Linked DNA regions of Mus musculus: all the other regions are linked to region 2. The links are chromatin contacts, called in public HiChIP or PLAC-seq and Micro-C maps. All regions are on one chromosome and are shown on one strand. The core of a region is the stretch at or near the end of the contact, and the rest is flanking DNA. Distances in the headings are between cores, read along the strand shown.

Region 1 (3,108 bases), core at 517-3,016, 950 kb before region 2:
GAGAAACATGTCTCTATTCTCATATTCCTCAGGGGAACACCTGTTTGGGTCTGCTGGGGAGGTCAGGTGGTGGGAGAGATAGCCCCTCTGAGTGGGTGACTGTGACCCTGTGCTGATCCTTGAATGTCCTGTCAAGAAATGGGGATCTGGATCTGTCATGGTGACTTGGGCATAGAGCAGGGATAGCTCATCTTCACCCAGAACTGTGTCCGCAGAAGGAGACGGAGCCTGGGACCATCGAGGCTCACCCCTGACAGTGCTGACCAAACCCAGCAAGTTGTGTGGAAAGACTGTAGGCGCCACAGGAGCAAACGGCTCTGAGGAAGGGTGGGGGCTTTGGTGCTGGGTCGCTGGAGAGCAGGACTCCAGACCGCTGGGAGTAAATCCCAGTTACATACACATAGCTGGACAATGCATGCAAGGTGTAGGGCTTAGGAGGCCCAAGGTCTGTCCTTAGGACCTAGAGACTTCAAGGGAGAGGGGTGAACAGGGTGAGAGAGCAGGGTAGCTCCTCATTCTTAAGAGAGTTTCCAGAAATCCTCATCCCCAGCTGGGCAAATGTGGCCCAGGGAACCAAGCTATGCCTCCGGAGGCCTCCTAGGAGTCCTCGGGAACTCAGCAAGAAAGCCACAGAACCAGGGAGACAGAACTCCAGCAGGTGTTCCCACCTTCATTTGGGTCAGCAGCCATAAGTGTGGCTCCAAACCCAGTATCACAGAGTATCTTCCCTCAAACCGAGCCCTCTGTGCTGAGGATGGCACCGCAGAGGCAGTGTGGCTGTTAGCTGCAGCTCAACACCACAGAGACTTAAGGAGAGCAGGCAGCTAGCCCTAGGAGAGTACCCACCCGCTGTCCAGAGTCAGTCAGAACAAATGTGGGTGCTCAGAGCACTTTGCAGCTGGCCAAGGGCACAAAGACTGTCTCTGGCCTTCTCTGAGCACTACCAGCCACCGGGTCACACCCTGCCCGGGAAATCTGTGACTCCTCCTTTCTCCATGTCAGCCAGACCCCTTTGAACTCTGCTTTAGGCTCCTGACCCTGCGTTCCTCTAGGTTAGAAACCTATCTTCATCCTGTCTCTGCCTGGCTGACTCGCCGAGGACACCCCCCTTCTCAGAAAGCAGCTCTCACCCTTTGCTGCATCTTAGGGTACCTCGACCCACCCCGTTGGGGCTTTCCCCACTGGAGGGCCCACCATCACCGCCCTGGAACGCCCTACCCCTGAGGATCCCATGTCCTCAACTCAGCGACTTATATTTTTAGCTCGGGCTCCTGCCATTGCCCTGGGGAGGAGGTGGGTGGGTGGTGGGAGGCCAAGAGCTTTGTGTGAGAGGGTGTGTGTGGGAAGGAGGACTTAGGCAGTGGGGAAGGTACTCCTGGGAGGGAGGAATCCAAAAGGCTGTGACCCACTCAGGGCACAGGAGGAAGGGGTTCGTCCGGATCCCGGGGAAGGGGAGAGGCTCGCTGGGCAGGTTAGGGAGGGACTCGGCGCCTGGCCCGCACCTGGCAGCGACTGACGATGTCGGCGTCCGTGGCCAGCAGGTCCACCACCTTGCCTTTGCCCTCGTCCCCCCACTGCGCGCCCAGCACCACGGTCACGCGGGAGCCTGTCGCCGCCGCCTCCTGCTGCAGCCGCCCCCTCTTGACTCCGCCTGTGCCGGGGGGCCGGTCGTTGGAGGCTCGGGTCCCGGACATGCTGGCTTAGCTCCTCTGCTGCTCTGGGCCAAGCGAGAGCCCGCCGCCGCCAGAGCTCTCGCTCCATTAAATGCGGACGCCTAGAGAGGGGGGCGGGCCGGGGGCGGGTCCTGCGCACGCGGTGACGCACCTCGGTGACCTGCGGCCACAGCTCCCTGTCCCTGCCGCTGTCGCTGCAGATGGCGCGCACTTAGGGTGCTAGACGCCCCGACACGACTTGGGCAAGCAGATGACTCAGAACACCCTAGGACGTGAGAGGTGCCAGTGCTGCACGACCCGGACTCTACCCCTGCCCACTGGCCTGCTAGGACTAGGGTTTGGGGTTGCACAAACAGCGGAGGAGGCTGCTTTTTCCGGGGCAAGAGAGCGGTTAACAAAAGCAGAACCACAGATGTTTCTTTGCCGTTAATCTGGAGGATCTGCCTGCGGGATCACCTGTTTTCCCGTCTTGAACCTCGAGTCCAGGACCAGGAACGGTTCTCCTGAGAGCCGCCCAGAAAGTCACCTTAACTAAGACGATCTCTCTCCACCAGGCCACATAGTCACCCCTGCTGGCCCAGGATATGCAGCTCTTGGGTGGCTGTAGCTAGCTACTAGCCCAGCGCCAAGTGTAAGATGAAGTACCCACATCCGCTCGGGGTCAGAGCAACTTGAGGGACACAGGAGCAGAGGAGGATTCAACTTTCCAAGAGACCTCGGGGTCGATGGTTTCTGCCACTCAGTCCAGACTGGAAACAGGGACAAGGGAAAGTCCTGAGGCTGGGAGGCCTGTGTGGCATGCTCCCCCCAGCCCCCCACTGGTGCGTGTCCTTCCAGGGTGTGCTAACTGACCCCTGGGACAGGTTCACAGAGCAGTCAGGCTCCTAGTTGTCCTGGGGGCAGTTCGCAGGACTGTCACAAGACCAGTGAGACTAGACACACCCTCTGGGGGACTGACACCCCCCCTCCCCCAGCTTGGGGAAGAGAGGCTATTCCCAGTCAGCCTCAGCCACACTGCTGCTACCCTCCCTGGCTGTGCAGGTCATGGTGGTCTGTGTCTTCTGTTTCACATAGGGACATAGACACTCTCTTCAGTTGCTATGGCTGAAGCAGTCAGGGCCTCGGATCTGGACACTACTTCTTAGAAGAGCCTTACAGTCTTTGTGTGCAGATTACAATATCCTTCTCTACCTCACTCAGTGCCACAGTGGGGAGGGGGCAAGCGAGTAGACGTGGCATCTAGAGTTAGTGGTTCAGGCCAAGATCTCCTGAGCAGTGGCTGGGACAGGCAGAAATCCCTGATAAGGTCTTTCAGGAAGGTGTGCTCAGAAGGCAAAGCAGGCAGAGAAGGCTGATGCAGGAACGGAGACAAGGGGTAAACAGGAGAATATGGGGGGGGTTGTCACAGGAGGAAGGGTAGGGGGCACAGCAGCTT
Region 2 (3,169 bases), core at 85-2,584:
TGCAGCTGGACGTGGTGGCCCATGCCTTTAATCCCAGCACTTGTGAGGCAGAGGCAGGCGAATTTCTGAGTTCGAGGCCAGCCTGGTCTACAGAGTGAGTTCCAGGACAGCCAGGGCTACACAGAGAAACCCTGTCTTAAACAAACAAACAAACCAAAAAAGAAAAAGAAAAAAAGAAAGGGTGTGCCGCCACGCAGGACCTCACCTCTCTATTTGTATCAACTGCACCATCTACCACACTTTTCTACCCACGACCATTCCCTAATGAGCATCAGATCGAATCCAAACTTTCTCCCTCTACACGTTTCCTGATCTGTTTGTAGAGAAGGGACACCGTCTTTCTGTAGGCTGCATTCCTAGAAGTGGGAATGCTAGGTCATAGAGCAATTTAAAAATTTTTTAACAAATACTGCCAAATTACTTTCCAGAAAAAGATGAAGCTGCTGGCAGCTGCAGCAGGCAAGGTGCGAACGCCTATCTTCACACATTCCAATTCACACCTGGCACTGGCTGTGGTCAAATTCCAGGTTTCCCCTGTGTGTGTGTGTGGGGGGGGGTGGCACGGGGAGAGAGACTGTTTCAATGTGTTGGATCTGATTAATGAGCTTAATTTTGACTGGTGCTTCCTCCACCCCCAGTTTGCCTGCCGGTGTTGGGGAGTTCTTTGTGGGTGCGGTGGTAGAAACCGGTCCCCCGAGAAAAGGGACAGGAGATGAGAATTTGGAGATTCAAAAACAGTCTCTAGGAACTAAATGTCTTGAATCTTTCAGGGTCTGGGTCCAAGGGTCTTGGCGGTGTTCCTTAGAGCCCGCCCAAGGTCAGAACACCCTGGGTGCTTCCGGGCGGGACCTCAGCCAGACTGCGCCTCTGGTGTTGCACCAAGAACACCCAGGAGATGCCCGCAGGCACCTTGAGGAAGGTCGGCGGCTCTGTGGCTCTTGAGGATATGGCCTGGATGCGGTGTTTGGATGCTGTACCCAATGTTAAAAACCTGGACTCTCACCATGACCCTCTCTACAACGCAGTCGGCCTGAGGAGACAGGGAAGGCAGGAGCCTCAAGTGCCATCTGGCTTCCCAGACTCAGTTTCCTGCCCCCGGCAGTGTGTGTGAAGCAGGTCTAGGATATCTATGGCTCTGGGGTTTCGTCTTAGGGATCCTGTGCGAGCACCACCGGGGTGGCCAAACTGCGCAGCGGGGTCGAGACTTGGGGACCGCTAGGGTGGGCCGCTGGGGGTGTCAAGGGCTGCTGCCTCGGACAAAGCGGCGGCACCACCCCAAAGCGCGGACCAATGGAATGAATGGGCTATAAATAGCCGCCAATGGGAGGCCGGCGACGCGCCCCTTAAGAGCTCAGGGAGCAGCGAGCAGCCGTCGTTCTTCTGCGCTGCGCCAGGAGCTGCAAGCACAGGCATCCATCGCCCCTGCTTCGTCCGGCATCCCGGTGAGCGGGTCCAAGGGCCAGGGGTATAGTCCTGCGGGGCTCTACGCTGTGGGGTGCGGGACCGGGGCATCACGCGCAGCCTCGCTGCCGGGAGCGCTCATCGGACCCGCCCGGGAACTTGGGATGCGCTGGACTCTGACGATGCAGACCTCGCTGACCTTGGTGGCGTCCAGGGAAAGTCTCGGGGGTCCCAAGTGGTTTGCAGGTCCCTGGCGGCCGGTGTTTAAATCTCCTCTGACCCCGCTCTTCCCTGCAGCCCGCTGCCGCCGCCATGCCCTTCTCCAACAGCCATAATACGCAGAAGCTGCGCTTCCCGGCCGAGGATGAGTTCCCTGATCTGAGCAGCCACAACAACCATATGGCCAAGGTGCTGACCCCGGAGCTGTACGCCGAGCTCCGTGCCAAGTGCACGCCGAGCGGCTTTACTTTGGACGACGCCATTCAGACTGGCGTAGACAATCCGGGTATGCACACCCCTGTAGCGTCAGGCTTCCGCCTCCCCAAGAAGCCCCCCGGGCAAGGATCCCACTGCTCTTCCCTGAACCTTCGGTGGGCTGGGGTCCCCTGTTCCCCTCTCCGCGCTTAGCCTTAAGAGCCTCGGCTTGCTCCTGCCTGACGGTGACGTCACTGTCGCCGCGCCCCTCCTCCAGGCCACCCGTACATCATGACTGTGGGTGCAGTGGCGGGCGACGAGGAGAGTTACGACGTATTCAAGGACCTCTTCGACCCCATTATTGAGGAGCGGCACGGCGGCTACCAGCCCAGTGATGAGCACAAGACCGACCTCAACCCAGACAACCTGCAGGTGCGGGGAATCAGGGTCCGGGCGTGCTGGGGAGAGGGGTCTCGGCGCTCACTCTAGCCACCACCTTGTATTCCCAGGGTGGCGATGACCTGGACCCCAACTACGTGCTGAGCTCGCGAGTGCGCACAGGCCGCAGCATCCGCGGCTTCTGTCTCCCCCCGCACTGCAGCCGCGGGGAGCGCCGCGCCATCGAGAAGCTGGCAGTAGAAGGTAGGGGTCGGGTAACAGCCTCCAGAGCTGCTGCGCTCTTCTCTGCGCGCGCGTTCCCACTGGGGACTGAGGGTCGAAGACCCACCTTCGCCCGCGGGGACACACTGCTGCAGGCGGGGCGGCGGGCTTGCTCGCCCGCCCACCCTGTCCTTGAACTCTGCACTCCGCAGCTCTGTCCAGCCTAGATGGCGACCTGTCTGGCAGGTACTACGCGCTCAAGAGCATGACTGAGGCGGAGCAGCAGCAGCTCATTGACGACCACTTCCTCTTCGATAAGCCTGTGTCGCCTCTGCTGCTGGCCTCCGGCATGGCCCGGGACTGGCCGGATGCTCGTGGCATATGGTACGAGCCCCCCCCCCCCCCCAGTCCCTAGAAGGTGGGGCCTGCCCTGAATTCCTAGTTTGTGCAGTGCCTCCCTCCGCCCAGGTGACCTTGGTTCTGCGGATGACTGTGGTCCTTGCGCTGCGGGAGGCCGCAGTCTCCAGGGACTCAAGGGTGGTGACCAGTCTCTTTGGCGTCTGTTCTCCGCCCTCCTCCTGGGAGCCGGCGCTTCTTGTTTTCTCTCCACCTTCTCACCCCCTTATTCCGCCGGGATCGTGCCAGGTGCCAATGACGCAAAAGCCTCCGCACCCGTCCGGGCAGGGCTCCTACCCCTGCAGACTGAGCGGGCGGAGGCGTGCTTCCTCTGGTGGGATGCTCTGGAGGCTCCAGA
Region 3 (2,970 bases), core at 47-2,546, 930 kb after region 2:
CTTCCATCACCTTGTCACATTCCGTTGGAGGTGCTATGGAGTGCATACATTTCCTTACTCTCTCAATGGTCAAAAGTTAAAATAAGCAATTCTTGCCAGTGACCAAAAAATAAAAAAATAAAATAAAATAAAAGCGCCAATAAATTGCTGCTTTTAACGAGACATTTTAAAACTCGATTGCATGCGTCACAGAATTACTGTTAAGTTCTTGGCTGGTTACTTTAAAGTAGCATTTAAGGCCTATCCCTCCCTGTTTGGGACATAGCCTGACTCGTTAGACAAGATAAATCTAGGCACGCTCACACACAACACCTCTGAAGCAACTTAGCCTATTTGAAAACATAATTCCAACCTCCCTAGTCTTGAGTACTCAGCCCTCTTACACTGCAAGGGACAGAATGACCCTCTTCAAAAACCTTTCGGGAGACGGTTCCCTCCGCGGAGACAATGACAGGCGACCTCCCGGAAAGGTTTTTGGAAACAGTGCTGACACCAGGAGAAGTGTCAGTGCGGCAGCAGGTGGAGTAGCCCTGCGTGCCGAGCAGGTCCTTTCTGACCTAGTCTCCAAGTCCTCCGCCTCCCTGTCCCGGTTCCGCCTTACGGACCTTTCCAAGCCGCCTCGCGTCCCGGTTCTCTCACCCAGGGCAGGACTCTCGAGCCTCCCGGGAAGCGAGGCCACCTAAAACGGCCGCCGCACCTCTTCCGGGGACTCGCAGGCCCGCTCCCGGGCGGGATCGGAACCTGACAGACCCCGCCGGGGGAGGAGGCGACCGGCTACTCCCGGGGCATCTCCGCGACCCGGCTCCAGAGCCCCCTCCTCCCCTAGGAGGCAGCGCTGCCGCCGGCGCCTCACTCCCGAAGCCCCCTCTCCTCCGGAGCACCTCAGCGGAGTTACCGGCCCACTCAAAAGTACAAGTGCCGGCCGCCCCCACCGGTCACCCCGGCCTCGCTGTCACCGCCCAGCTCCCGGCCTCGGCCCGCGCCGCCGGCGCGCCCCCGGTGACGCCCGGGTCGGTACCTTGCGGACCCCCTTGTAGATATAGAAGTAGAGCTCCCGGCCCACATTGAAGCAGAGGCGGTCGCCGTTGCCAGACTGGTCGTTGAGGTTTACGAAGGAGACGCGGACAGGGTTGGATCCCTGCGAGTTGAAGGGCACCCGGTTGGGCCGGCTGTACTCCGAGTGCTGCAGCAGCTTGTACAGACCTTCCCGGGTGGTGAATTGGGTCTTAATCTCGTTCATCTCCTTCCCTCCTCCCTCCGTCGCCATCTTGGAAAGCAGCGTTCATCCTGCCCTAAGTGCCCGGATCACGCCCACCGCGCAGGCGCCGTCCTCGGCCGCTCGCTTTCTCCACTCCCCACCCCCTTCTCCGCGGCCCCGCCCACTGGCGAGCCAGCCCCCACGAAGGCGGGCCGAAGCGAAGGGGGCGGGCTAGTTTTTAATGGTCCAACTGCGCACGCGCGCTCACCTGGCGCGCTCCACCCGGAGGGGCGTGCGCAAGCTCCTCCCCTGGGTGCCGCCCTCCTGGTGCGGGTCGAAGCGAGCGCGCTGAGCGTTGGTGCGGGGCTCCTGTCTCGCTCTGCAGCTTCGCTGAGGGACCCGATCCCTAAGAGACGCCACCGCGTTGGCCTTGGCCAGCTGGTGGTCCCGGCAGAGCCTGAGGCGAGCAGTGAAGTCCGGTGTTTGGACGTGTATGTCCCAGCTGTCCGCGATCCTCCCTGGGAAGCTAGGGAGGACTCCGACGGTCCGCTTGGGTGCGGGGTACCGATGCCTGGTGACAAGCCCCTCTACGTCTCACAGAAGATATCGATGGATTGGGCTTTATTACAGCTCAGGGTTTGGTTTGGTTTGGTTTGGTTGGGTTGGGTTGGGTTTTGTAGGCGGGGTGGGAAGAACCGCATGAATGTACAGGACTTGTGTTTTCAAGTCTCACCTGAAACCTTCCTGGTGAGCATTGGCTTGTTCTTGAGAAAGTAGGTTCTGTCGGAACTTCTGTCTCCTGTGCCTCTTAATAAAGGTTAAGCTAATTGATTTTCTTAAAGCCTCAAACGGAACCTGAAGTTGTTTGCCAGGAGAACCATCGAGTTGTGCTGAATATCCTGTACAAAGTATTAGGTGAAGGCAAGCGCACACATTAAAGTAGGACCTAACAGTCACCATTTGATGCTTCGATTTCTGGGTGTGTGCACTGGAATACAAAGGCTTCTAAAGTGATAAACGTTAAAATAGAATTCTAGAGCGGAGAAAATGTTACACGAAGAATGACCTATCCCTGAGAAATCCTGTCTGTAGAGCGAGCCCAGTACACTGTGGGCACCTGTGCTTCCAGACAGAAGGAATGCCTGAGCCCGGAGCTGGGAGGCTGCTACCCGAGCCCACAGACCGAGACTCCAACCTCACAAAAATTAATTGTACACAAGGGGGAGTGTTCTAAAGAAGTATAAATCATAGCCATTTTATGTAGTGGGAAGCAAGTACAGACACAGTAGAAACTGTGCCAGTGATGTAATAAGGCATTTGACTAACATCCTGTAGAACTGGCAAAAGAAAAAAAAAAAAGCACTACAGTAAATCCTTTTTTTGTTGTTTTTGTTTTTGATACTGTATTTCACTAAATAGCCCTGGCTGTCCTGGAACTCAACCAGAGATTAGGCTCCAACTCAGAAATCCATCTGTCTTTAACTACCAAGTGCTGGGCTTAATGGCATGAACCACACACCCAGCTTTAAAATCCTTTTTTTTTTTTTTTTTTGGTGGTTTTTTTTTTTTTCTTTTGGTGTTTTTTTGAGTTCTGGATCAAAGGCATGTGCCACCATCACCTGACTTTAAAAGTCTTCTTAATACATCCCTAGAATGCACTTTAAATTTCATTTTGTTGTTATTTGTCTTTTCCTATGAATGCAAATTTGTCTTTTCCATAAAATGCAAATATGGATCACAACTCTTAAAAATACTAGGGGGTGTTCAGTGGA
Region 4 (3,322 bases), core at 386-2,885, 780 kb after region 2:
CAGAGTTCAATTCCCAGCACCCACATGGCAGCTAACTTCCAGGGCATCTGATACCCTCTTCTGACCTCAGTAGGCACTTCACACACGTGGGTACACAAAAACACATGGAGGCAAGACATCCATTCACATAAAACACGATTTTTAAAAGTTACGGGGTGGGGGGGGGGAGTGAACCCCTGAAGGACTTTATTTCATTTTACCCATCCATGATTCCCAAACCAGACGGGATTCTCAGGTTTGAAATCTCAAGAGCTAGACTCCAACCTTCCTGAGGGAGTGACTAGGTGTGAAGTGTAAGCATACACCCCTAGGGCCTGGCCCAGCAACTGGCATGAGGGAAGTCTAGTAAACACTCAATGAATGAACAAACACGGGCTGTAAGTCAGGTTGCAAAAACAAACAAAATGATCACAGGTATATCAGCATTACAGCTGGGTGCGAGTAGGTACAAAAAGTGTAACAGCTTCGAAGACAAGGACTCTCTGGCGATAAGAGACTAGAGCAACTTCATACCTAGGACCTGATTTCCCACAACTCCCTGCTCCAAAAGTTTTCAAAACCTTGGCTGCAAATGATCATTCCAGTCAACGACAAAACGATACACCTCACATGCTGCCAACAAATGGAACAGAAAAATACCTGAATATCGGTGAGAAAGAAAGGAAGCACAAAGGGTAGGAAAGAAAAGTAAAGACGGAGATGGAAAGAAATGGGAAACCAGAGACTTAAGGGACTAGAGGAAAAAGCAGCGAAGCCCACAGAGCCGTGTGGGTGACAGCAGAGACTAACCTTGATCATATTCAGTCAGACCCTGGACGGTCGGCTGTGCATGCATGCACTGACCCATTTAATCCTCCACTATCCCAAGATAAAAACTTATCATTTTACGGATGACGAAACTGAAGCTAGGAAGTTGACACTTGCTCCAGTAAACGGGTAGGAAGGGGAAGCGCAATGACCTGACCCCGAGTCTGACCCAGGGTCACCCCATTCACTGTCCATTCCGCCTCGGGGGCCACACCGGGAGGCATTCGGTATCCATTTAACCAACCCTTACTCAACTCCTACTGGGCGGCCAAGCCAGCGGCAATGTAAGGGATCCAGCTGAGGATCGGGGGGACAGAACAGAACGCAATGTCAATCTCCAGGCTGAGGAGCCTGGAGCCGGCCGCGAGAGGGATGCAGGGTGGGGCAGGAGGGGAGGAGCGAGGGGAGCCGGGACGCCAGGGCGGCCCGGGGCGGTGTGCGAACGCTGCGACGCCCGGTGCTCTGCACAGACTCCGGCTGACAGATGCGCCGCGTGCGGCGGCTGCCAGGGGGACGGCGACGCGGCTGTGGAGACGCTGAGGGGCTGAGACAGGGGAAGGCGGCTCTGCCAGGGGGAGGAAAGGCGAGGGGCGGCGTCGGGGACGTCGGAGGCGTCCGGCACCCGCCCGCGCGCTCCCGAACTCACCTCCCGCGGCAGCCCCTCAGGACACCTCAGCCCCGCCAACCCGGAGGAGGCGGGATGGACTCCGGGCCGCAGGGGCTGCTGGGAGCCTGTTGCCTAGGCAACGGGTTAGGCCTCAGAGAGTAGCAGTGACTCCGCGGAGGGCTAGAGCGGCAGAGCCACAAGTGTGGGCGGGCCCAAGGACGGAAGTGACGTCACTTCCTCAGTTCGCAGGCGGGTTTTTGGGTCTTCTCAGGAATCTACCTGTGGGCCGCCGCATGGAAGGTGCGTGACAGTGCTGTGTTTCCCTAGTTGTGGGGGCTGCAGGTCGTGGACGTGGTCATGAGGGGTGGGAGGGTGGGTGGGGGAGGTCATGAGTCCGCGCGCGACGTGACATGCAGGGCGCGCCTGGACCTCGTGGGCTGCCGGGAGCCTTGTTCATTACGGTGTGAGTGTCGTCTGAGTGCGGTGATGTGCGTGAAGTGTCAGTGGTGTGACGCTCAGAGCATCCCTGAGCACATTGGAGCCAAGCCTGACGTGCCAGCCCCTCGGAGAACCCTTCCCTAAACTCCGGCATTCAGTAAGACGGGCCGTGGAGCTTGCAGTGTGTAATAAAGGCTGTCTCTGTCGGTTCGTGTCGCATGGGTCAGTGCGTTAGCGTATGGCTTGCTGAGTCCCGTTTTGCTTTGGTAGCTTACAAGAGGTAAGCAGCTAAACTGCTGTGCCTCTCTCTCTACCAGCTGCCCTGCGACTCACATTACTGACATCTCCCCATTTGTCTCTGAGTGTCTAGAAGTCAGAGCTGTGCTTTTGGTTCCTAAGTGGGTCCGGCAAACTTAGTCAGCCGTGATCCTCACCCTTAGGGACCCCTACCGAAGAAGGACGAATGTAATGCAGGAGGTGAGAGCAGTTCCTCCATGGAGCCCGTTTGATTCTCAATCAGCTGTGTGTGCAAGTTATGGGAGGGAACAAGACATAACTCCTACTGTGGTTGAACTCAGTCCTGCGGAGAAAATAGAATTAAGAAATAGAAGAAATTGACTCACTAGGGGATGTGATGACAGCCAACGAATAGGAGATAATATGTCTACTGCAGTGACTCGTAATGCAACCAGGGGTGGAAGTGGGGGCGGCGGCGGCGGGGGTTGGGGGGGGAGAGTCCAGGAAGACTTCTTGATGGAAATAACTGTTCAACTTGCTTCCTGTTGCCATGGTAAAATACCGTCACCAAAAAGCATCTTGGGAAGGAAAGGGTTTATTTGTCTTACCCTTCCAGGTCCCAATCCATCTATGAAGGAACTCGGTAGGAACCCAAGCAGAACCAGAGGCAGGAGCCATGAAGAATAGCTGCTTACTGGCTTGCTTTTTCCTAGGATTTTCTTCTCCGTGTATAATACCTACATTTATGTAAACGTACCATGTGTCAGCTGTATCCACAGGGGCCAGAAGAGGACATGGTATCTTCTGGAATAGGAATCTCAGCTGATTGTAAGCCTCTTTTGGGTGCTAGGTCCGCAGAGCCATCTCCAGCCCCTCAGATCGTTTCTTACACAGCCCAGGACCAATTGCCCAAGGGCTGCGGCACCACAGAGAGTTAGGCCCTTGTACATCATTCACCATGCAGACATCCTCACGAACAGTTGTTACACTGTGGTTCTCTCTTCCCAGGTTGACCAAGTTAACCACAAAAGTAACCAGGACAATGACTTCCCTTTTTGCATTTAACTATTGCAAATATATTTATTGCAACTTACAGATAAGTTAGCAATTATATACAAGTAGAATTTTAGCTATAAATTCTGGTTGCGTTTAAATTTGGAAGTCAGAAGAAGAGAGTCTCAAAATAGTATAGTCTCCTAAAGAAGGTTTTGTTAAATTACAGAAAAATAAAAC
Region 5 (3,210 bases), core at 699-3,198, 980 kb after region 2:
ACCTAATAGTCCTGGCACCCAACACAAAAGGCCAGTCTTAGGGAAAAGGAGTGGCCCTGGAGAGTACAGCTGGGGACGATGATACACACCTCAACAGGAGCAGGCAGATCTATGTGAATTCAGGGCCAGCCTGCTCTGCATAGCAAGGGGTTGCAAAATGTGATCCTGTATAAAAAAAGCTAATACCTCAAAAAAGAAAACTGTTTCTACTTAATGCCCCCACTCAGTTCAGAGAGGGGGGCCAGAGGTCTTTCCTCAGCTGCTGGGAAAGGGCCTCGTTCCCTGGAGGGAGGGCGAGATGGAGATGGGTGACTTTCTTCCTCTCCCAGAGGAAATTGCCTGCTGTGTTTTTGTCCACAGAGCACATTCTTTCTTCTTTCTTCCCCCCAACTCCCCCAGACAGGGTTTCCCTGGTTGTCCTGGAACTCACCCTGTAGACCAGGCTGTCATCAAACTCAGAAATCCACCTGCCTCTGACTCCCTCCCGAGTGCTTGGATTAAAAAGGCTTATGCCACCACTGCCTGGCTTCCTCTTTCCCGGCTTCTTTTCTTTCTAAGCTTTTATTTATTATTTTATGTGTATTGGTGTTTTGCCTACATGTATGTTTGTGTGAAGGTGTCAGATATTGGAGTTATGGACAGCTGTGAGCTGCCTTGTGGGTGTTGGGAATTGAACCTGGGTCCTCTGGAAGACCAGTCCATGCTTTTAACCACTGAGCTATCTCTCCAGCCCTTTTCTTTCTAATCTTAGTAATCGTTTTGTCAGCAGGAAAAGATGCGGAAATAGGAAATACAGGGTGGGAGTAACCCAAAGGAAAGGTATGGGGAGTGAAACCGAAGCCTATATTAAAGATAAACAAACAAGGAAACTATCTTTTGGGTCACGTTAATCGCCCAAAGTAACTTCGTATGTACACCATATGAAGGTGCTTCAAAAATCAGGATAGAGTGTTTTATATGACCATTTTTTGACTGCGTGTGCCTGTGCACCATGTGTGTTCCTGGTGCCCGTGGAGGCCAGAGAGGATAGTTTATTTCCAAGAACTGTAGTAACTGGTGGTTGTGAGCTGCCTTAACGTGCGTGTTTGGCACCACTAACTGCTCCCAGCCATCTCTCTAGTCCTTTACACTTATTTTCACACTGTGCGAGTGTGTGTGTGTATGGGCACGTGGGAGACACAGCGCTGAAGGCTAGCTTTTTTTCCCACGCTCTGGGTGGCAGATATCAAACCCAAGCACCTTTACTGGAAGAGCCATCTTTCCAGCCCCAAAATTACAGTAAATTAAGGTAGCACAAATTTGATACAAAATCCCTCACAACGCCCAATTTGAGGGTCATAGCTTTTGGTCAAAGAGAAATCCCCAAGCACTCTGGACGGATTTGTAAGACCCACCGTGTAAGGTCTCTCAGTAAGCCCACTGTAAGGCTTCAGAACACACTCCAGCGGGGTCAGCCCTGAAATTCAGACTACGCAACCAGAACCCCAGTCCGGGAGGCGCCCCACCCATCAAGGTGGAAGCCAGGGGGGGGGCGGGACTCGCCTCCTGCGGGGTCCGCGTTCCCAAAGGGAGCCCGAAGGGGGACCTTTTGCCTGCAAGGACCTAAAGCGCCGCAGAGGACCGCGAGGTTCACACAACACGCGCGCGTTCCCATGGGGACGTCCCTTTTACAGAGCGCCGGGGAAAAGAAGCCTTAGACCACAGGGCTCACATGGAGGCTTCAGGCGCATGCGCTGGCCGGCCCGTCCGCGCGCGCGCGTGCGGCCCGGGAAGGCGCCCGGCCCGCCGAGCGTTCCGGACTGCGCATGTGCAGAGCACCTGGCTGTGGAGGAGGGGCTTGCGTTCGTTCTCCGCGCGGGTTCGGCGCGCTCCAGGTGGAGGGGCGGGGCCCGTCCATTGCGCAGGCGCGGGCGCGCGGCCGAGGCGACGGTTGGGGAGGGTTCTTCCGGAAGGTTCCGGAGGCTTCTGGAAAGAAGCGCCGCGCGCTGGGCGGGCCCGCCTCTATATAAGGCCGGCGCAGGGGGCGGCGCGCCAGTTGCTTCAGTGTCCTGGTGCGGAGCGTCACGTCTCGTGCGTGTTCATTCAGCCACGGTGAGTGATGGCGCAGGCGGACTTAGCGGGGGCTTGGGGAGCAGGGCCGTAGGTTGCTGGCGCCGCGGCGGCAGCGGGGCCACCATCCGAGTTCCCTCAGCCCGCGGAGGTGGGCGGCCATGGCTTCCGACCCTAGGCCCCAGGCGGGCCTCATATCTACGCCCCAGGCCGGGGATGCGGCAATGGCCGCCGAGGAGGAGCGGTGGCGGCGGCGAGGCGGGCGCGGGGCGAGCGAAGCGAGGGTTGGGCTGTCGCCGGTGCCGCCGAGGCGCGGGCGGGCGAGGGAGGCGCCATAGCGGCGGGTTGGGGGAGGGTGGCCGTTAGGAACGGCGTGCGTGGAGCCGCCCGGGTCCGAACGTCCTCCCGGAGGCGCGCACATGCGCTTCGTAATTACCGCATTCTGAAATGAGGTCATCCCTTTGTCATCCACCCCCCGCCCCGTCGCCCTTTTCTATTTCGTCCCTTTCTTAGTCCAAAATAGAGTCGGTAAGAGACCTCTATAGAGGAGGGGCGGTCGTTAGCACGCCTGCAGCCATTCTGTGAGGCTTTAGAGTCGTCCTCTGTGTTCCAGATGCCTGAGGAAACCCAGACCCAAGACCAACCAATGGAGGAGGAGGAGGTCGAGACCTTTGCCTTTCAGGCAGAAATTGCCCAGTTAATGTCCTTGATCATCAATACCTTCTACTCGAACAAAGAGATCTTTCTGAGGGAGCTCATCTCCAATTCATCGGACGTGAGTATACCACTTGGAGGATTGGACGTTGCTTTCCCTGAAAATTTCACCTTGGGGTTTGCGCTTGACGGTTTTTTCATTTTTAATCTTTTCTTAATAGGCTCTGGATAAAATCCGTTACGAGAGCCTGACGGACCCCAGTAAACTGGACTCGGGGAAGGAGCTGCACATCAATCTCATTCCCAGCAAACAGGACCGAACCCTGACCATTGTGGATACCGGGATTGGAATGACCAAGGCCGACTTGATCAATAACCTTGGCACCATTGCCAAGTCGGGCACCAAAGCCTTCATGGAGGCTTTGCAGGCTGGTGCAGATATCTCTATGATTGGCCAGTTTGGTGTTGGTTTTTACTCTGCCTATTTGGTTGCTGAGAAAGTGACTG

Evidence for each region. A called contact is a pair of places that touch in the nucleus more often than the background predicts. HiChIP or PLAC-seq counts read pairs in DNA pulled down with a chosen protein or histone mark.
Region 1: a contact with region 2 is called in an H3K27ac HiChIP or PLAC-seq map of embryonic stem cells, with 4 times the contacts expected there. The contact joins the promoter of Adssl1 here to the promoter of Ckb in region 2. A contact is called at or near these places in 3 of 39 promoter capture datasets (the 3T3-L1 cell line, embryonic stem cells and pre-B cells), 1 of 484 Hi-C or Micro-C datasets (cardiomyocytes), 7 of 115 datasets of contacts at active chromatin or transcription factors (embryonic forebrain, embryonic midbrain, embryonic stem cells and 3 more) and 1 of 9 other capture datasets (macrophages).
Region 3: an HNF4G HiChIP or PLAC-seq map of pancreatic cancer cells shows a contact between it and region 2. The contact joins the promoter of Wdr20 here to the promoter of Ckb in region 2. A contact is called at or near these places in 1 of 39 promoter capture datasets (liver) and 1 of 115 datasets of contacts at active chromatin or transcription factors (pancreatic cancer cells).
Region 4: a Micro-C map of embryonic stem cells shows a contact between it and region 2, with 2.8 times the contacts expected there. The contact joins the promoter of Cinp here to the promoter of Ckb in region 2. A contact is called at or near these places in 1 of 39 promoter capture datasets (liver) and 1 of 484 Hi-C or Micro-C datasets (embryonic stem cells).
Region 5: a Micro-C map of embryonic stem cells shows a contact between it and region 2, with 2.7 times the contacts expected there. The contact joins the promoter of Hsp90aa1 here to the promoter of Ckb in region 2. A contact is called at or near these places in 1 of 39 promoter capture datasets (liver), 2 of 484 Hi-C or Micro-C datasets (both in embryonic stem cells) and 2 of 115 datasets of contacts at active chromatin or transcription factors (microglia and pancreatic cancer cells).

Annotation. Positions count from the first base shown.
Region 1 is chr12:112,618,705-112,621,812 of GRCm38.p6, reverse strand. It overlaps Adssl1 (adenylosuccinate synthetase like 1), which reads right to left and starts at 1,766. Exons shown (of 13, transcript NM_007421.2): 1 at 1,503-1,766. The coding sequence starts at 1,694.
Region 2 is chr12:111,670,503-111,673,671 of GRCm38.p6, reverse strand. Ckb (creatine kinase, brain) reads left to right here and starts at 1,334. Exons shown (of 8, transcript NM_021273.4): 1 at 1,334-1,442; 2 at 1,699-1,906; 3 at 2,093-2,247; 4 at 2,325-2,457; 5 at 2,628-2,799. The coding sequence starts at 1,714.
Region 3 is chr12:110,736,326-110,739,295 of GRCm38.p6, reverse strand. Wdr20 (WD repeat domain 20) reads right to left here and starts at 1,296. Exons shown (of 3, transcript NM_027149.4): 1 at 1,019-1,296. The coding sequence starts at 1,267.
Region 4 is chr12:110,887,458-110,890,779 of GRCm38.p6, reverse strand. It overlaps Cinp (cyclin-dependent kinase 2 interacting protein), which reads left to right and starts at 1,635. Exons shown (of 5, transcript NM_026048.4): 1 at 1,635-1,714. The coding sequence starts at 1,708. It overlaps Tecpr2 (tectonin beta-propeller repeat containing 2), which reads right to left and starts at 1,516. Exons shown (of 20, transcript NM_001289510.1): 1 at 1,454-1,516.
Region 5 is chr12:110,695,133-110,698,342 of GRCm38.p6, reverse strand. Hsp90aa1 (heat shock protein 90, alpha (cytosolic), class A member 1) reads left to right here and starts at 1,948. Exons shown (of 11, transcript NM_010480.5): 1 at 1,948-2,091; 2 at 2,663-2,824; 3 at 2,925-3,210. The coding sequence starts at 2,663.